4 separate regions of the Rattus norvegicus genome follow, and regions 2, 3 and 4 are each linked to region 1. A link is a contact called in public Hi-C data. All regions are on one chromosome and are shown on one strand. Each heading gives the region's core, a stretch centred on a gene start, on an enhancer-like site or on the middle of the called end of the contact. The rest is flanking DNA. Distances are from core to core; before and after follow the strand shown. Region 1 holds the start of Ints7 (integrator complex subunit 7). Region 2 holds the start of Pacc1 (proton activated chloride channel 1). Region 3 holds the start of Nek2 (NIMA-related kinase 2). Region 4 holds the start of Ppp2r5a (protein phosphatase 2, regulatory subunit B', alpha).

The links. A called contact is a pair of places that touch in the nucleus more often than the background predicts.
Region 2: a Hi-C map of liver shows a contact between it and region 1, with 2.0 times the contacts expected there. The contact joins the promoter of Pacc1 here to the promoter of Ints7 in region 1. A contact is called at or near these places in 11 of 12 Hi-C or Micro-C datasets (the A7r5 cell line, Schwann cells, frontal cortex and 6 more) and 1 of 1 datasets of contacts at active chromatin or transcription factors (oligodendrocytes).
Region 3: a Hi-C map of prefrontal cortex shows a contact between it and region 1, with 3 times the contacts expected there. The contact joins the promoter of Nek2 here to the promoter of Ints7 in region 1. A contact is called at or near these places in 7 of 12 Hi-C or Micro-C datasets (the A7r5 cell line, Schwann cells, frontal cortex and 4 more) and 1 of 1 datasets of contacts at active chromatin or transcription factors (oligodendrocytes).
Region 4: a Hi-C map of liver shows a contact between it and region 1, with 6 times the contacts expected there. The contact joins the promoter of Ppp2r5a here to the promoter of Ints7 in region 1. A contact is called at or near these places in 9 of 12 Hi-C or Micro-C datasets (Schwann cells, frontal cortex, hepatocytes and 5 more) and 1 of 1 datasets of contacts at active chromatin or transcription factors (oligodendrocytes).

The regions. Positions count from the first base shown.
Region 1 is chr13:105,683,298-105,688,022 of GRCr8, reverse strand. Ints7 (integrator complex subunit 7) reads right to left here and starts at 1,815. Exons shown (of 20, transcript NM_001191675.1): 1 at 1,659-1,815. The coding sequence starts at 1,752. Dtl (denticleless E3 ubiquitin protein ligase homolog) reads left to right here and starts at 2,102. Exons shown (of 15, transcript NM_001427431.1): 1 at 2,102-2,261. The coding sequence starts at 2,210.
Region 2 is chr13:105,433,866-105,438,590 of GRCr8, reverse strand. Pacc1 (proton activated chloride channel 1) reads right to left here and starts at 2,760. Exons shown (of 8, transcript NM_001007679.1): 1 at 2,658-2,760; 2 at 459-555. The coding sequence starts at 2,693. It overlaps LOC134481545 (a long non-coding RNA gene), which reads left to right and starts at 2,790. Exons shown (of 2, transcript XR_010057149.1): 1 at 2,790-2,936; 2 at 3,525-4,162.
Region 3 is chr13:105,934,610-105,939,334 of GRCr8, reverse strand. Nek2 (NIMA-related kinase 2) reads right to left here and starts at 2,526. Exons shown (of 8, transcript NM_053691.2): 1 at 2,309-2,526; 2 at 1,639-1,856; 3 at 1,141-1,381. The coding sequence starts at 2,404. It overlaps LOC120096356 (a long non-coding RNA gene), which reads left to right and starts at 2,762. Exons shown (of 3, transcript XR_005492767.2): 1 at 2,762-2,898.
Region 4 is chr13:105,504,834-105,509,558 of GRCr8, reverse strand. It overlaps Ppp2r5a (protein phosphatase 2, regulatory subunit B', alpha), which reads left to right and starts at 2,792. Exons shown (of 13, transcript NM_001107891.1): 1 at 2,792-3,149. The coding sequence starts at 2,969.

The sequences.
Region 1 (4,725 bases), core at 566-3,065:
AAAGATCTATAACTTGTTAAAAGTAAAAACCAATATAACAGATGGACATCAGTTTTTGTGTCATGAGAATGTATACCCAGGTAGATCAGAGAAAGTAAAGACTTTCTTTAAGAATCCTACACTGGGCAGGATGTGTCTCTAATAACAAAGTATTTGGCACTGAATAAACCAGTGTGGTGGGTCACACCAGAACTAGGACTTGGGAAGTTGAAGATCAAAAGTTGAGAGTCATCCTTGGCTTTAGGGAGTCCAGGCCAACCTAAAAAACTCTTACCAGTAACTGGTTTCAACCAGGGACAAGGGACAGAGGTGCATATTTTACATACCAAAGCCAACCTGACCACCAGGTTCTCCCAGCACACCCTGACTCCAACCTTGAACCTTCCAGCCCAGGGGCTGGACGCCCTTTCCCTCAGAGTCTCCTCCCAATAGAAATCAGACAGTTTGGTCCCTCAGAGTCTCCTCCCAATAGAAATCAGACAGTTTGGTCTTTTTCTCTTCCTATGTACACATCACCCCTTTCTCTTTTCTGTTTCCCTTCCCTAACCCCTCTCCCCTTTCTCAGGGTGACTTGCCAGGCCTTGGTCCTTGGGGCCAGTGAACTCACCCACTCCAGAATAGCTTACCAATAAACATGCCTTTAATACAATCTAACCTGGCTTAAATTGGCTCATTTCACCGACATCGGAGGCTCATTTCACCGACATCGGAGAAATAACCTATCAATAAACAACCCAATACAAACATTAACTTTTTGTTGTTGTTTAAATCCCTAAAAGGCAATACGCATGTTCAAGTCAAAGGGACTAAAGTGAATTTGCAGGCAGATCCTTAGTTTCTAGTCCCATTCTCTACAGGCTATACACTGGCTGCAGGTAACCAAGAATTGTCTATGGGGTAAAAACCTTGGAAGTACACAGAAACAAACGTCTCACATTAACACAGGACTTCTTTACAGATAACTATCTGTCCTTGCCTAGCGACTTATCCACCCGGAGACAAAGGAGTATCTCTTCAGCATTTAATAGATGCATCTTTTTGCATATCACTGCCATTTAAATTGCCCACTTTGCAGACAAATCAGGCTAGTTGATAACGTCGCTTCCCATAATCGCTTTCGTAGAACTGGAATTCAACTCCTAACCCTAAAGTCATTTCTCTTGGCTACCTGCACAAGGGACGCTAACTCGTGGAACTTGTCTGCAGAGAATGCGCGCGTTCAGCCATGCTCTTCCTTATGGAACCATGTTCTCATCCTTATGGAACCTGTTATAGAACGCGCCATTCGAAGTCTCACAAGACAAATCGCTATAAAACGCTCAGGAAACCATATGGCTCTCTTGATGAAGGTTTCACCTGCACTGAACGTTTTAAAATATAATCTCCGACTTCAGGATTTTTAGGAATTGTCTCATTTACTGTATGGGAAATCTGAGACTGTAACCCCAAGTGGTCAAAGGCGTACTCGCTAGCGCAGTCCTCTGCTCCCGCTGTGCAAGGCCACTCCAACAGCACAGCAAGCGCCCAAACGCAGGATCCAAGACAGCGGCGCTTCCCGCCCCATACATCGGCGCATGCGCCTTCCTAGCTCCTCTAGCTGCCGCCACAAGGTGGCGCCACTCCCCCCAGATGCCTCTCCCGTTCCCCTCCTTCCGTACCTTTGTCCAGTTCCATAAGAGCGGAGTTAGCGTCCAGCTCCTGTTCGCCATAGCCGGCATCGGCCAGGAAAGACTTGGTTGAGTTTGACGCCATGATCCTTATAGTTACCGGACTCGCCTAGTCACAAAGATTGCAAACTCTTCCCCTGCACCGCCATCTTCTCCCGCCGCGGTCTCGCGGATTTTTCCCTCCGTGAGCTGTCAGGCAGTGTACGCATGCGCCCGGGCCGCCCGGCGGTTCGCCCGCGCTTCTGTGGCCCCCCCCGCGCAGGCGCTCAGGGGGTTTGTGAACCCTGGGTTCCCGCGGCTGAGCGAGAGGAAGGCGGGGCTTAGAATGGGGCCGAGCCTCCGAGGCTCCAGAACGCTGCGACGAGAGCCAATCAGAGAGCATGACGTCAGTTTGGCGCGGAGTTTGGCGGCCGGGGCTCGCAGTGGCGGGAGTTGGAGGCAAAACCGTGTCGCGCTGTGGAGGGCGCAAGCGGAGGCTCCGGCGGAACTTGGGGGCGATCTCCTCGGCGTTCTCCTCAGCTGAGTCTTCTCCTCAGGACGAAATGCTCTTCAACTCGGTGCTCCGCCAGCCGCAGCTCGGCGTCCTGAGGAACGGTGAGTAACGGTCCCAACGGCCGTGGCGGGAACCACCTCCCCCCAGGCGCTCCACCTTGGATCGCTGCCGACTCCGGGCCTCGAGTTCTCCCGCGGCAGGAGCGAATCCGGGCGAGTGAGGACCGCCGAAGAACCTCGTACTCGGGTTCCTTCTGGAAGGACACTCTTCACCGTAACCGAGCTTTTTAGTTCGGAACGGAGGCCGAAGTTAGGACGTTAACTGGCGCCCCGGGCCCCTGGCTGCTTACGTCAATATCGCGCGTTAACTAGAGTTAGCTGGCTGGTGTGTGTCGGGGATGGGGGACGCACTGGCACAGGCGATGTACGATCTTTGCAGAACCTTAGCGATCCCTGCAAGTTCGTTGTCGTGCACTAGCGCGCGTGGCCCGCAGTTGAGGAACTCAGTCAGGCAGAGAAGTCGCTTAAATCTTGCTTTTTCGGCGCCAAAGCCCCCTCCCCCATCTCTGCAGGTTCTGAAAAGTTCTAAAATACAGACTAAAAGATGCCCATAGCTACCCCCACGAGGCGACCACGGGTAATAGATGGAAAGGTATTGTTTCAAATGTGTTTTGATGCCTAGGTATTTCCAGAAACAGGATTAAATTCGTTTTTCTCTGCACGGTGGAATTCAGCCATATTCTCCTGTTAGCATATAGAAGGCCAACTCATTTCCTACAGTTCTCTTGGGCAGCTTTACAGAAACATTGGCAATGCGATTGGGTTTATGTGTGATTAAACTAAGACTTTGAAGAGTGGGCCTAATAATGTTGAGAAGAGGAAAAGCTCCTTGAGGTCCTGCTCGGATCAAAAACTTTGTATTCTTACTCCTCCTTGGATACTCTTGTAGTTAACATTCTGCTTGCTCATTTCTCTCCTAGAACTTTACAAAACTCCCCCTGTGTTAGGAATGGCCGCCCTGCACAATGCTTGTGAGTGGTCTTTGGAGTTACAGCATCTGAGTTTCAACTCCACCTTCTTTTCCTATGTGACATATTTTCTATCTATCCACTTTTCAGCCTGTCGTTCCTGTTTACAGATACTGGTTCAGTGATAGGCATTGGAATTCCTTTATTGTTACCTCCTGAAATCTGTGTGTCTCCTTTCTTTTTCCCCTCCTGGGTTGCTGTGCCCACTTGCTTGGATGATTATAGCCTTAAGTAAGGATCCACTGTGCTCACATTATTCCAGTCCCTATATTTTGGATTAGTTTCTGTAAAAGCTGTGTGTGTTGATCTTAATCTAGACAGGCACACAAGCATCTTACATTTTGAAGCCCCAAACTGAGTTGGCATTTCCCCAAAATTTGTTACCTACTTTGGGGACTGACATTATTAAACTGGTATCCCAGCTAAAAACTGAGAGTCACTCAAAGACTCCATAGTCCTCATTATGACCTTTTCAAAAAAATTCCCCTAAGCTTGCTTGAATCTATCTCCTTCGTCCCCACTGACTCTGCCTCTTTACCACAAACTGATTCTTCCATTTTCTGTATTCCTTTTCCCCAGACTGGAATCTGATACTTTACTCCCTGGATTATAATATGCCTCCAAAATGTGCTTTTAGTTTCCTTTCTCTGCTGATGTTTGTAAAATAGAATATAATTACTTACTCTTGAGAATTTTTAAATCCATATCTAAAAGTTTTTAGTGTAAGCTTTAAACATGCAAAAATATACCTTAACCTTTTACATACCCAATTATACCAACTTGGGAGTTGTGGTTTCTGCTTTTCAAAGGTGAGCAAATGCTTCAGCTGTTTTGTACGGTTGCTTTTTCTTCTGAATATTCCTACCTTATTTCTCCCCCAAATTTATCCTATTGTAATTTAAAAGTTCTTACCACTCCAGCATGCTACATCAAAAAGCATATAAAGTGCTATTTTCTTTGGTTTTAATACCCGATAAATTATAACCATAGTTAATTCATAGTGGATAATGGGTAAAAACCAAGTGACTTATGTTTTAAGCAAAAAGCAAAATTTTTATTGAAAGTGCATCTTTTAAAGAAATAGACTTAGGTATCTGGTGCGCCTTATGATCTCAAATTGTCTCATAGTTAGGACCTCACTAGTTTTATCTTTTTTAAATGTTTGTAATGGACACATAGTAGCTCACCTTTTGACAGTGCAAGGTATAAGATGGGGATGGAAGGACACCTTCCTTTTGTGAGATAGAAAGGAAGTGAAGCAGCTGATAGGAAAGGGACAGACAACAGCTTTGGAAATAATATGTGGAAGCTGTTGAATTGATATGGTGTTGATCCTCTGAAAATGCAAAGCCTTGTTGTATATTTCTTGTAAGTGTGGGCCTTTAGCTGTGTATTGAGGAAAGAATGGACTTTTCCAGATGAGTGTTGGGGTCTGGGGAATACTACAGGTTCATATTCATAAAGATCCAAAAGTGAATTATGGGGAGATGCAGAAATAATGGACTTAGTAGGCCTTGCTCAATGAGTCACTTTAAATG
Region 2 (4,725 bases), core at 1,511-4,010, 250 kb after region 1:
CAGATGGACATGTAGGACACATACGCCCAGCTCAAGGAAGCCCGCTGAAGCGTGAGCCTGAGTAGAGCATGAAGCAGGGAACCAGCCTCGGTAAGCCCACCCACCAGGCAGCAGTGCTGGAGAGGCCTGCTGACAAGAGCTTTTCTCCCACAGGGCTCCGAGACAAGATCAGCACATTAGAGACAGGCTGGCCAGCACCTCCTCAGGGAAAAAGAATGGCCTGGCTTCAGGAACTGGTTACAAACTATCAAGAATGCAGACCTTGAAAAGGCACATCTTCCAGCTGGAGGCTGATTAAATATGGAGAGCTTTACTAGTGGGGCAGACCTTGAGACCCAATGCCAGGGTACAAGCGTGAAGGAGAGATGTCCCTCCCTCGGTTGGCAAGGTGCCTGGACTGGGCCTCCAGCCGTAGCAAGCAGCACACAGCCAGTCTCCAGTACCCCAAACCCACTCACCTGGCACAACACCTGGACCTTGAACTTGGACCAGCTCCTTGTCCCGTTCATCTGCCTGCTCCGAGTTCTCAACCACCTGCTCCAACTCTTCACTGAGCTGAAGGGGAGAAAGCGTGAACAGTGTAGCTGGACCGGCCTTGCTTTTTCTCTAGGCTAAAAAAGCAGAAGCTGCCATCCACATAATTGTCACACATGCACAAAGGTCACATGATACAGGATGTGTGAGACCAATTCCACAGACTTCTCTCACAGCCGGATGCTGGGAAACTACAGTAAAGGACTTAGCTAGTCTGGCTTGCTGAGTTGTGAGGGAGACTCGTATTCCCAGCCTGTCTCCTAGCTTCTGGTGACCACCCTGGCATTCTCAGGGCTACCTCTAGCTGTGTCTGATGTCTAATCCCTTCCTACATTTTCAACAAAGCCCCCTGCAGTGTGCACCTCCTTGGTGGTGTACCTTTAAGGACACCAATGCTCAGTTCAGGGCCCAGCACAACCTTGTCATTGTGCAATACACTCGAAGTGACTCTGTTTCCAGTTGCACACAGGACAAGCACTGGAGTTACCCTTCAACATCTCCCAGGAGAGAGTCAGTTAATGAAATAGGAGTCACGCCACCTTGGTCTCATTCCAAAGCCCATGGTCCTAGCCACTTCCCAGAGGAAGAGGAAATGTGGCTTAGAGAAAAACCCAGAACAGCAAAACTGGTGTCAGAGCTCCATGGGGACTAAAGAGCCCACAGATGTGGGTGCAAATGGCACAGCAGAAGGTGACAGATGGCCAGGTACCAGGCAAGTGCAACCTCAGCTCACGGCGTTCTTGCATGACCTGTCAGATGGGGGAAATTTTGCCGCTGAGAAAGCAAAGATCAGGATAAGTGTCCCGTCCTTTTAGGAGGAAGGCAGGTGAAGTCAGTTTGGAGGGGGCTCTTGGGGAGATCACATCAAGTTAAAAGGTACTTTTCCCCCCACTCTGAGACAGGGTCTCATGTAATCCAGGCTAATTTCAAACTCACTATAGTGGAGAATGACCTCGAATTCCTGACCCTTCTGCCTCTACCTCCTAGTAAACCTAGCACAAGTACTGAACTATCTCAGCTACAAACACCCAGCCCTCAGAGATCTTTCACAATTACTCTAGATGATTTGTTAAAAACAAACAAACAAACAAAACTCTAGAGAGACAGTGGTCCCAGGAAGACTGGAGATTCTCAGAAGCCAAGCCTGGCCAAGTCACCCCGTCCCAGGTACAGTGGCAATCCCCGTCCCTCCAATCCTCTTCCAGATACTCAGCAGCCATCACAGGCCTTTGCCTATCCCAGGATAAACTTCTCAGAATGCTCCTTTCTGGGGCAGAACCTCAGCAAACACCTAACTCAGTCAGGTCCGCTCTCAAAACAACCCAGGCAAGAAAGGGAGTCTTCTTGGGACTTCAAAACAGACCTGAAAGCGAAGGGAGGCGGGGCCTCTCTAGAGCCTTCTACCATTAAGCACGACTCCAGTGAGCACCTGAATCCACTTGTGGCCTTGCTCTACGAACAGGACAGCAGCCTGCATTTCAATACATTATCTTATAAGCTCTGCTAAGTTGCGGTCCTCTGAAACTAGTACCCCAAAACTCCGCAGAAGCAAGAGCTGTCCGCATCCTGGTGACCCCAGGGCGCTGAGTTCAGAACGCTGCTAACTCGTTTGGAAGGAGTGAGTTTCCAGTGTGGCCAGGGCCTCCGTGGGTGGAGACGGCCATCGAGACGAGCTGTTGGTTTTGGGCTGCTCCGGTTAGACAAGGTCTAACGGTATGGGACGGCTGCACGGCCTCAAGCAAACCTGGACAGTAGTGGCTGACGGCTAAGGATGCAGTGCCGCGGGAAGACACCCAGGCAGGGCAGGGCCAGGGCAGCCCCAAGCGAGAGGAGCAGAAGGGGCCCGGAGCCAGCGCGGCTCTGCGAGGGGAAGCCGGAGGCTCCGGCGACAGACAAAGGGCTGCGGGGGTCGTGGGGCCGTGGGGGCGGCGAGGAGCCGCTGAGAAGCGGCTGGCTACGCGCTTTCCCCACACCCAGACGCCAGGATCCCTTATCATCCCCGCTGGCCCGCATCACGCAGCGATTCCACCTGCTGCAGAGCCCGCACGCCACGGAGTGCCAATCATCCACCTGCGCAGGGGTCGTGGCGCCCTACCCGCCCTCCGCGTCCGCCCTGTCCGCACCTCCTGGTAGGATGTGGAGAGGTCTTGTCGGATCATGGCACTGGCCGGCTGCGGCTCACTAGGGACCGCGACGCTGCGGGAGGTAGGAGCTCCGAGGTCTACCCGCTCTACTAAGTGAGACCCGCTCTAGTCTACCGCCTAAGACCAGGCGTGGCGGCGCTCAACGCATGCGTAGATTCTGCTGCCGCCGCGGGCGACGCTGGGAGTTGTAGTTCTGGGCGCCGGGAGAGGTGGAGAGAAGAACCAGCTTGGCTCAACCTCCTACTGGAGAGGCAAGCAGTAAGTAGTCTCGCACTTCCTCTCTTTGTTGCAGGCAGAAAAATGGAGTGCATGAGGGCAGCATGGTACAGGGGCCAGTCGGAGCACCCAGTAAGGGGAGAGGAAACTAGCCTTGCGATTTATAATGGCAATACATGTCCAAAGAGCCCTTTGTGTTACCAAGCTCTCCGTGCACTTACGACTTGATCCTTCAAGAAATCCTTCAACAGAAACATTTTTTTTCTCTCTATTTTACAGATTAGTAAACTGAGGTAATGAGGATGACTTCTGTCAGTAAAGATAGGGAGAGAGTGGTGATCGAGAAGTTATTTCATCCAGGAAAAGAATAACAAAATTCTGAGGTGGTGGGGGGAGGGTGAGACAGTCTGACTTTGTAGCTCAAGCTGGCCCTGAATTCATAGGCAGTTACTGTGTCTCAGCTTCCCAAGTAAAACATTACATCTTGCTTCAATTCATATAATTTACAATATTCCTTTTTTTAAATTTATTTTTATTCTCTCTCTCTCTCTCTCTCTCTCTCTCTCTGTGTGTGTGTGTGTGTGTGTGTGTGTGTGTGTGTGTGTGTGTGTGTGTATTGTCTGTGAGCAGGTGACCATGGAGGCCAGAGAGGACATCAGACACACTCAGCCTCCTATGTAGTGCTGGGAACCAAACCAAGGTTGTCCTGTAAGAGTAACAAGTACTCTGAACTACTGAGTCGTCTCTCCAGCAGGTTCCTTCATTCTCCAGTTGAATACTTGCAAGTCTGGCTCTGCCCTTCAGCCCTGATCGTTCCAGGTTCCTCCTTTTGTCTAACACTGCAGCAACTGCCAACACTTGCCTGGTTTCGAGGTACCTTGTCCAAGGCAAAAGGGATCACTCAGCAAACACCTAAAGACCTGTTCAACCATAAAAGAAGCCTTGAGCTACAAACCCTAAATGTGGGGAGAATGGAGTGTCTTCCTTGTGACTGAGTGGGCTCAAGGACCCCATCTCACTGCCTAGCGCCACTCAGCTGTGAAGCAGATAGAGGCTGCGTATTAAATGTCAGTGAGGGGGTGGACAGATGGCTCAGTGGTTAAGAGCACTGACTGCTCTTCCAGAGGTCCTGAGTTCAAATCCCAGCAACCACATGGTGGCTCACAACCATCTGTAATGGGATCTGGTGCCCTCTTCTGGTGTGTCTGAAGACAGCAACAGTGTACTTACATACATGGAATAAATAAAATAAATCTTTAAAAAAAAAATGTCAGTGAGCTCTGCTCTGTGCTGCTGCACTTGCAGCTTGGCAGCCCTGCCCCCAACCTACTCATGCAACTCAGCCCCTTCCCCCTCTCAGCGGCAAGTAGAATGTCACCAAGCACCTCTAAACACCCTGGACCTCTGGGAGCGTTCCCTCTGTTAAAGTGCTCCTCTTTGGGAGGTCTGGTATCTCTAGGTGTTTAACAGCGACAGCTAGTACTGCCCCAGACAGGTGAGAGCAGCGGCAAGTGGCCCCTCTAGTGGTCCAGCTCCCACTCAGGCCTCAGGTGGCCGGACCTTAGCTACACATATAGATAGATAGCCCTTACATAGCCTGGGTAACAGTGTTACAGCTCTTATTGGGCACAGGAGGTCAGCACTCCTCACTCAGCCTTGATGGCAGCCAGGACTCCAGCTCCTGCACCTGGGGTGTTTGAGACCCTTGGCCCTAAAGGCCTGACAGCTCTCTGGAAGTCTTCCATAGCCAGGGCTGGAGGTTTCTCTTTTCTGATATCTATTGTCTCTTCTCCAGCCTTGCTCCCCACTCTGCTTTTGTCATCCCTGTTCC
Region 3 (4,725 bases), core at 1,277-3,776, 250 kb before region 1:
AAAAAGTACTCCCAGGGAGTCTGAGGTCACCACTTCAGGACTGACATCTTGGGAAACACTGTTGCCTTTAAACACTGTTTCACTGACTCCTTGGGAAACATCTTTGTGTTAAACACTATTTGTAACCCTGGCATTTAAAAACAAAAGCTAAGCAATGTGGTATAGGCAGATCTCCGAGTTCTAGGCTAGCAGAACTGTCTAGCTAACCTGGGTCATGAGGGACACTGCAAGACCGCTCGGTGGTTTAAAGCACCTGCTACTCTTACAGAGGCCTGGGTTTAGTTTGCAGCCCTGACATGACAGCTCAATCCATCCACAACTCTTGTTCCAAAGAATCCAATGTCTTCTGACCCTCTTGGGCATTTGGCACAGACAGGTACACTTACATACATGTAGACATAACACCCATACACATAGATAAGTCTTTAGTTTTCTTTTCCTTTTTAAAGCTCTAGTTGAATACAGAGGAACTGTTTGGCAGGAAGTCTCTTTGGAGAAAAATCTAAGTGGGGTTAGAGAGCTCAGTGGTTAAGCACTTGATGCTCTTCCATAAGACTGGAGTTCAATTTCTAGTATCTGGTCAGCACAGTTGCCTGAAACTCTGGTCTGAATGTGTGGAATGGGTGAGTCCAGTCCCTCCTCCGGCCTCCATCGTACACACACACACACACACACACACACACACACACACACACACACCATTCACTCACAAGACACACATATTATGTATACATAAATAATAACATTTAACAAATATGTATTATATATAAAAAGAACTTGGACTATAACTCAATGGCATAGCGCTCGCCTCAAATGTCTGAAGGCCTAGGTTCAGTCCCCAATATCAGGGGAATAAAGTAAAAACTCAAAACTTAAACTGTACTGTGAATCCTGGGCTATTTAGCAACCCAAGCCTCGTTTCTTTACATCTAAATGCTCCACTTAAGATACTAAAAAGTTAAATTCAGATGTGGTAGTTCACACCTTTAATTCCAGCACTTGGGTGGCAGAGGCAGGAGGATCACTTTGAGTTCAAGGCCAGTCTGATCTACAAAGTGAGTTCCAGGATAGCCAGGGCTACACAGAGAAAGAAACCCTGTCTCAAGGGGAAAAAAAAAAGTTAAATTCTAAAATACTCACAGGAGACATGTAATAGGGTGTGCCAACAAACGTCTTTGCAAAACTTGTGTCGTGATTCAATATTCTAGCTAGCCCAAAGTCCCCAAGCTTGACATTGTGCTTGCTGTCCAGGAAGACATTGGCTGGCTTTAGGTCCCGGTGAAGTACAGTGTGGCCACCATCGCTCCTTCTGTGACACTCTTTCAGGGCCAGTGTCAACTGAGTCATCACTCGAAGGACAAACTCTTCCTCTAAGTATTGTCTGGAGCAAAAGCAATCACACAGTTCACAATCCTGAATGAAATCATCTTCAATACCGGACAAATCATTTAAAGTGTACAAACACAGAAGTAAATTATCTTTGGCATGAACTGTGGGAACTGATTTGCTAAGGACTTTCCAACCTATCATGCAGCCACCAAACAAGCACAGAAACATTCTACCACATTATTAAGGATTCTGCCCCTGTTCTCGACAGACTGTACTTAACGACCACCAAACTAGACCCGTTCAGCTTACCTATCCTTGGTCCCCTTTGTAATGACACTAGCCAGGTCCCCGCCCTCACAGTACTCCATGACAATGTATAGGGTTGTGTTGGTTCTGTCGATAATACGATCGTAGTAACGGACGATGTTTGGATGTTTCAGCTCACGAAGCAAGTTCACTTCAGACACAAGCATTTGTTTCTCCACCTCTGTCATGGAGCCATAGTCAAGTTCTTTCCACACCAGGATCTGAAACACAACATTCTCAAGGTGTGAGGCTCTATTGTCCTCGGAGACAAAGGATGAAATTTCCAAGCTGAAAAACTTAACACTATGTGGCACGTTCCCGGGTCTCCGGAAACTCCATGCAGGTGTGTCAGCGAGGGAGTCCAGACCGGGTTAATTTACTGGGAAGACCCACCCTAAATGTGGGCGGCACCATCCCCTACGCTAGAGTCCTGGAAGGCCTAGGGCGCAGCGGGAATGCAGAGCACGTGAGCTCGGCTCTCGGCCCGCCGCGGATTCGCGCCTCCAGGGGTTCCCAGCCGTGGCGGCCAGCCCACGAACCCTACCCTTCCCTTCCCTGGAGGCTACAATCCGATCCTCCACGAAGAGTTCAGGTGGCCGCCCTGCCCCTTCCCAGCGTAGGCGACGCTTGTCCCTCCCTAAGCCCGCCATGGAAGGGCTGCCCGGCGCCTCACCTTGCCGTCGCTCTTCCTCCGAATCTTCTGACAGCGGCCGTAGGAGCCGGTGCCGATGCTGTGCAGCACCTCGTAGTCCTCCACCCGGGACGGCATGACGAGCGGCCACCCCGGCAACCACACTACCGCGCCGCTCGGAGTCCAGGCTCGCCCGCCGCACGCCAACAGCGCCGACCCCGGGGACCCTAGTCTGCTTGTCGGAGCGGAGCAACCGGCCGCCCGGTCAACCGTCGCGGGCTGCGGCCTCGCCTCCTATTGGTCCACAGTGAAGGTGCATCTCAGCTCTGATTGGCTGAGAAAACACAACACTGCTAGGCATCTTGGGAAAATGCGTGTCGCTAGGCAACCGCGTCGGCGTTGGTGTCTGCGTTAGTGAGCTGCTCTACGGAGTTCGCGCGGCGTCGAAAACCCCAGGGACCTGGGACCGCGCAAAGCCTGTTGGGGCTTCGGTAATTCCATTCCTCCGCTGAGGTCGCTGTGGTAACGGAGGTCCAAAGATCTCAGACTGGAGACGCTGGCCTTTTGACCTTTCCACTTTGACCCCCCAGCCTTTTCCGACTCATGTGCCCGCAGCCCCTGAACGTAAACCGGTACGTGTTGTGGTACTGTGAGGGACACAGTGAGTGCACCGAGCACTTTACATTCCTCACACTTAGAGAGCAGGAATCCTTGTTCCAGCCCGGCATGGTGGTGCGGGCAGGCAGATTTCTGTGAGCTGGAGGCCAGCCTGGTCTACTTAGTAACTTGAAGGAAGCTAGAGCTTTGTAGATGGGCCCTGCCTTACCCCCACCCGCGAGAAAGACACCCCCGGCCGAGAGAGAGAGAGAGACAGAGACAGAGACAGAGACAGAGAGACAGACAGAGAGACAGAGACCCACAGAGACAGAGAGTTGGCATGTGTTTTCTGGGCACAGTTAGCACAGTCTATATCTCTGAACATTGAACTGAGAGACCTGTCACATAGAAACGTATCCAAAGCTCAGGGATCAAGTATGGAAGCATCCAGAACACAGTGGTCACCACACTGTCAAATTTTACTTCTAAGACATCTACCAAAAAAAGTGTGTTAGGAAAAGAAGTGTTCCCAAATAGCCTATCAGGGGAGCTGAATGCAGTTTACTGACTTCAGCTCACACAGCCAGCCCTGCTTTGACTTGGGAAAGGGGAGCTAAAGGTCTCCATCCGGGGCAGCTAGAGGATAGCGTGCATTACCAGAAAGCTAATAATCTGTTGCATAATTGGGTCATTGTTCTTAAAATATCTGTTCATGGTGTGATTGAAAAAGAACCCAATGTCCTATTAATAAGAATTAGAAACTTCCTTATGTTAAAAATAAAGAATTTATTTCGTGTACTGAATTTAGTATAAGCTAATTGGATTGCCAGCCAGGAGAACTTTTAAATTAACATTCAAGGACATTGTCTCACCTCAAAGGAGTAGGATTAATTTAGATCTCAGAAATTATATAAGGAGCTACAAATGGCTGAGGTCATTTATATGGTGCGTGCGGTATACATTATGTGTGGTATGTGGTGTGATGGTGTTTATGATATGTAGAGTGCTGTATGTGATATGTGTGTTATGTTTGTATGTGTGGTATGTTGTATGTGGTGTGTGTTGTATATGATGTATGTGATGTGTTTATATGTGGTATGTGTTATATGTAATATATGTGGTATGTTGTATGTATATATGTGTATGTGGTATGTGATGTTTATGCTGTGTAGAGTGAGATATGTTGTGGTATGTTGTGTGTGTGTGTGTTGCGTGTTGTCTGTGATGTGTGGTGTACGTGTGTGTACGTGTGCACTGACACTCCTGTTGAGGTCGTTGGCTAGCCTGCTTCATACCCAACCCTTCATTTCCTTTCTGGACAAAGAACTCTTTGCTCCAAACCCAACACACTTTCTGAGCTTCTCAAAACTAACTTGATAACTGCTATTCCATTTGTCAGAAATTCCACTTGGATCCCTACTTCACGCCTTACCCCATCACGGTTACTGTTGATTGTCAACTTGACAGGCTGTAGCATCACCTAGGGGTCAAGCCTTTGGACACACCTGTAGAGACGGTGTAGGTTAGGTTAGCCTCTGAGCATGTATGTGAGGGTTTATGTTAAATTAATTGAATGGAGAAGACATATTCTAAATGTGGGCAACAACATTCTTAGGTCCTTGCTTGGTTTCTTTTCTGTTGCTGTGAAGAAACGCTATGACCAAGCCAACTTACAAAAGAAAGCATTGAAATTGGGGCCTTACAGTGTCAGAGATGGAGTCCATTGTCATCATGTCAGGGAACATGGTGGCCAGCAGGCATGCTTAGCACTGGGGCAGTAGCTGAGAGCTTACAGGTTGAGATGTCAACCATAGGACACACAGAGAGAGAGAGAGAGGGGGAGAGGGAGACTGCGTCTAGCA
Region 4 (4,725 bases), core at 1,543-4,042, 180 kb after region 1:
ATGAATAATATATACAATCGGAACACTAAGGGAGACATCCACTCAGGGCAGATTATTGTGCATAGCTTCACAGAGGATAGGTGTCTAGCTGGGCTTGGAAGGTTCAACAAACGGGGATGAGGTGGATCATTTCAAGATGTTGGAACAACTCTAAGTATCAAGAAAGCATGATGACTTTGTGGGATAGTGTGCCTGAACTGGAAGAAGGGGGAGAAAGAAGAGGAGGAGAAGGAAAAGGAGGAGGAAGAGTAGGAGGTAGAGGATTAGAAGAAAAAGAGGATGAGGAAGAGCATATACACATGCCTGGCAAGTCAGGAGTCAGACTGAACTTGAACTCTATTCTGCAGGGACATAAGACAAAGAACTACATGTAACTAAGAAAAGCTGAGAACTGGAGAAGAGCACACTCATTGGTTATCGAATCCCAAATGGTCACCCCTGACACATACATGTACAAGTAACATTATAGGGATTGAGCAGGTCTTATTTATATACCTAGGAATATACCTATCTCTATATATACATACATAAACAACTAAAGAAAAAGAGACTATGAATTTGAGAGATGCAAGAATGGTGGTTTGGAGGGAAGGGGGAATGATCTAATTATATTATAATCTGGAAATATATGTAAAACTGGCCCTTTGAAAGGCCAGCTGGCAGTGATCTTCAAACCCCTGAATTATGATGGGTGGTTCATTTGCAAATTGTTAAAAGAAAAAAAAAGCTTTGAACATTGTGAGGTAGTCTGGATTGGATAAGAAAGGTCTTGAAGTTGCTGATGCAGTCTGACTGAGCCTCTTTGATGGAAAGAATGTATATAACTTTTTGTTTTTTATATTTAATTTTATATTAGAAATTTCATACAAGTATTTCTTGTACATCAAACATATTCCCCTTCCATTAATCCCTTTAATTCCCTTAGACAATTTCATGTCTACTTTCATTCTGCAAATTCTTGATTTAACATACCTATGTAAAATCTAGGAACCGCAAACAAGAGGAAACAAGATGTTTTTATGTTTTTGAGACTGGCTTAATCAGCCTAATATGATTATCTCCGGTTGGGCCTCTTTTCTTACAAATGATATAATTTTGCTCTTTATGGTGGGAAAATTCTGTATACACATCATATTTCCTTTTGCATTCCTCTGTTGTACACCTAGGTTGGCTATATAATTTAGCTAAGGGAATGTTTCGAGTGTGGGTCTAGAACTCTACTTTTGCATACTTCTCGATCCTCCTCGAACATCAGGCCAGTCTACTTCACCTCAGTTTTTATGTCAAAAGGAAAAGGTGTAAGACTTGCAGGAGAGACTGCAGAGACTATTGGAGAGGGGAGATCACTTACTGTTGAAGCTCATACGGATGCCCAAAGCTAACATGAGCAGTCCTTGGCTTTAAATATAAAACTTAGACGGAATCTCCTAGGAAGAGATCCCAAAACCCCAAATCAGCTAATCTGAACTTGGCTACAGATGACTGAAGGCTAAACTTGGGCTAAGTTCGAGACGGGAAACTTCTTTTCAGAGGGAGTAGACTTGCAGAGTTCTCTGAAGTGGTAGAAACGAGCTTGCCCAAACCCCACGCGAGATCAGCGCTCAGTGAACCGCGGCGCCGAGACCTTGGGAGCTACAAATGGATTCCCCAACCACCAATTACGCGGTTTAGGACCAGAGAGAACGAAGGCCCGCCCAGGAGCCTAGCACCGCGCTCCGATTGGACAAGCTCATTCCTCTCCCCGGGCTCTTTGGCCTGTCAATCACTCCGCTCTGACACGACCTCGGCCCCGCCCCCGCTCCACTGACGCAATGCCTGGCGTTCTTGGGCGCCCCGGCCCTCGCTTTAGGTCCTCATTGGTCCCCAGGACGCAGAGAGAAGGGGGGGACACTCTTCTGCTTTTTGAGCTGACTGTGTAGTTTCCCTCTCACTCGCTGTCTGGAGGACAATTAGAGTTGAAGCGTAGCGCCAGAGTACACGGAAGCCGACCGCGGCGCCGCGTTTCCCCTTTCTCCCTCCTGAGAGCTCTCCTTTACAGTTGTGACGCACAAGGCACCCCGCTCACTGACTTCACTTGCGATTGGTTGTGGCCCGCGTCTGTCACATAGCCCCCTCCCTCCTTCCCACCCAGCTATGGACTCTTGATAGACATCCGGGAGGCCACGCCCCCTCCCCGTCTGCCGCTTAGCTCTGCGATTGGTCGAGGGAACTGGCATGCTTTCCCGCCCCGGCCCCCTCCGGAGACTCGGGAGGCTAGTGGGACCCCGCGGAAGTTGTCAGTCAAACTCCTCCCTCCACCCCCCGCGAGGACCTCCCCCGGGCCGCGGGAGCGCGCACGCACGCGCACGGAGTCCCCCCTCGCCCGTACCAGCCACCCTCTCAAGTTGTAGCAGTTGCTACCCCGGGCGTGCTCCGTGGGCGGCCGGTGGGCGCGGGAGGCTGAGCGAGGGCGACTCTCCAAAGATCGGGGCGCGGGTGGCCGCCCCGGGCGATGAGGGGCCAGCGCTGACAGGAGAACGAGAGCTCGGCGGCAGCTCGCGCGGACCCGCGATGGAAGCGCCCCGGGAGGAGGCTCCCGGCCGGGCGGACGGCGCGGGCAGCAGCCGCTGAGGATCTGCCCGGGCTCGGCGCGCCAAGGGGCCGCGAGGCGCGCCCGGCGTCCGCACCCGCGCGCTCTCCCCAGCCGTCCAAACTTCGGGCTCGCCTCCGCCCGCCCTCGGCGCCGGGCGTCAGCAACTTGTGCGGCCCGCGCGCCCCCGCCCTCCCCTCCGCCAGCCCCGGGAGGTGGCCTCGCGGCGCGGGGATGCGGCTGTGAGGCGCTGTCGGGTGAGGAGCAGCTTGCGGAGCGCGAGGGCGGCGCGGCCGGGGCCCGGGACGCAGGGGCGCAGGCTCGCCGTGCCCGTCCCCGTGCCCCGCCGATTTCCCGGGCCAGTCGCCTCGGCAGGCGCCGAGCGCCCGGGTCGCCGAGATGTCGTCGCCGTCGCCGCCCGCACCAGTTGCCTGCGCCGCCATCTCGGCCTCGGAGAAAGTGGACGGCTTCACCCGGAAATCGGTGCGCAAGGCGCAGAGGCAGAAGCGCTCTCAGGGCTCGTCGCAGTTCCGCAGCCAGGGCAGCCAGGCGGAGCTGCACCCCCTGCCCCAGCTCAAAGGTAACCCCAGCTGCCCCTGCTCCGCGCTCCCGGAGCAAGCCCCACTCCCCTTCCCACCTGCGCGCTTGCCCCACCTGCCCTGCCTTGGCGACTCCAGGGTCGCCAGGTACCTGCGTTCCCTTTCGTCGTCCAGTCCCCCTACTCCCTACTCCGCTGAGCCTCGGCTCTGGTTTTCTCCACGCTTAGCTAGTTCATCACTTTCTCTACTTGTCCCTCAGTCGCCACATCCAGGGTCCGAACAAACTGCTGCCGAGTTAGCTGGCCTGTAGGTTTAGCTATACAGAACTAGCTTGAAACCGGGACCAAGTGACACCTTACAGTCTCGTTAGACGTAAATGTTATTTCATAGAAGACCTCGATTGTCTTTGGAGAGGTTATGAAGGAATCGTGTTTCTTTGTAGTGCAACGGGAACTTGGTTCGCACGGCTGTGCTTCCAAGGACTTTTGTAAGGTTTTGTAAGTAAATTCAAATTGGTATCCGTGCCTAATGCCTCGCAGGAATGCTTGGCACCCCTTTTGGCTTACTTACTTTTCCCACCACGTTTGGGGACTTTTCACGAGTTGTTTACTGGTTCTGGCTTATTCTTTGAGAATTACTATCTTTTGATTTACTAATTTCACATCCTTGCCTTTTATGAGCTAGATGTCATTAGTGGAAACGATAATCACGTTCCTAGATATTTAAGAAATTCTTGTAACCTGATAGAAACCTAGAGAATGATTTACAAGGCCAAGAAATTAAAGACTCATGCCAAAATAGATAAATGATCAGCAGATTTTTCAATTCGTTTGACAAAGATCCAGCATCCCTTTCAAGGCCAATCTGGTTGTGATTTGTCTTTGAGTCTATGAATCCTCACTTAGTTTGGCAAGGAGTGTAAAGAAAACCCTAGATCAAATCAACAGTTGACCAGCAAGAGCTTGGAACCCCATTTAGACTCTACATCTGCCTCTAGGGGTGCTTCTGAATCAAGGACGTACCACAGGGTAGACTCACACGGACTTTGGAAAATAGTTTATGTTTGGTGTGTGCTGTCTCGTTTGTTGATTGATTGCCCTTTAACATGCCAGAATTGTTCAAACTGATACAGCACAGTCAGTGGAGTGCAGCCAGAGCCGAAAAGTAACCCTGTCCTACCTATTAGGATAGTGAATTGCTATTCAGAGGTTTAAGCTTTTATACTTAAATTAAAAAGTTATTTTATTCTTTGATTGGTTTTAATTAGTTTATCGTGTTAATTTTAGTTCAAAAGTCTCGATACTAGCATTTTTTCATATGTATTTAATTTGCTAACGTGGTTTTCTTCTTAGTGTTGTACTTCTTAGTTCCTCTGATCTAATAATTGAATTTTGAACATCTGGTTAGTCTCAAGAGATGCCTCTGTGATAGATTTTGCCTTTAAGACTGGCAAATTCACAGATCAGTAATCAGATTCAAAGTTACATGATATTTGATTGAAGATGTAGCAGGTATGGCCAATGTTTTCAGGTATAGAATTTGGTCGGTAGTTAAAAAAAAAAAAAAATTGAAACCCTAGGTTAATTTCAGGCATTTGCATGTATAGTGTTCCTCATA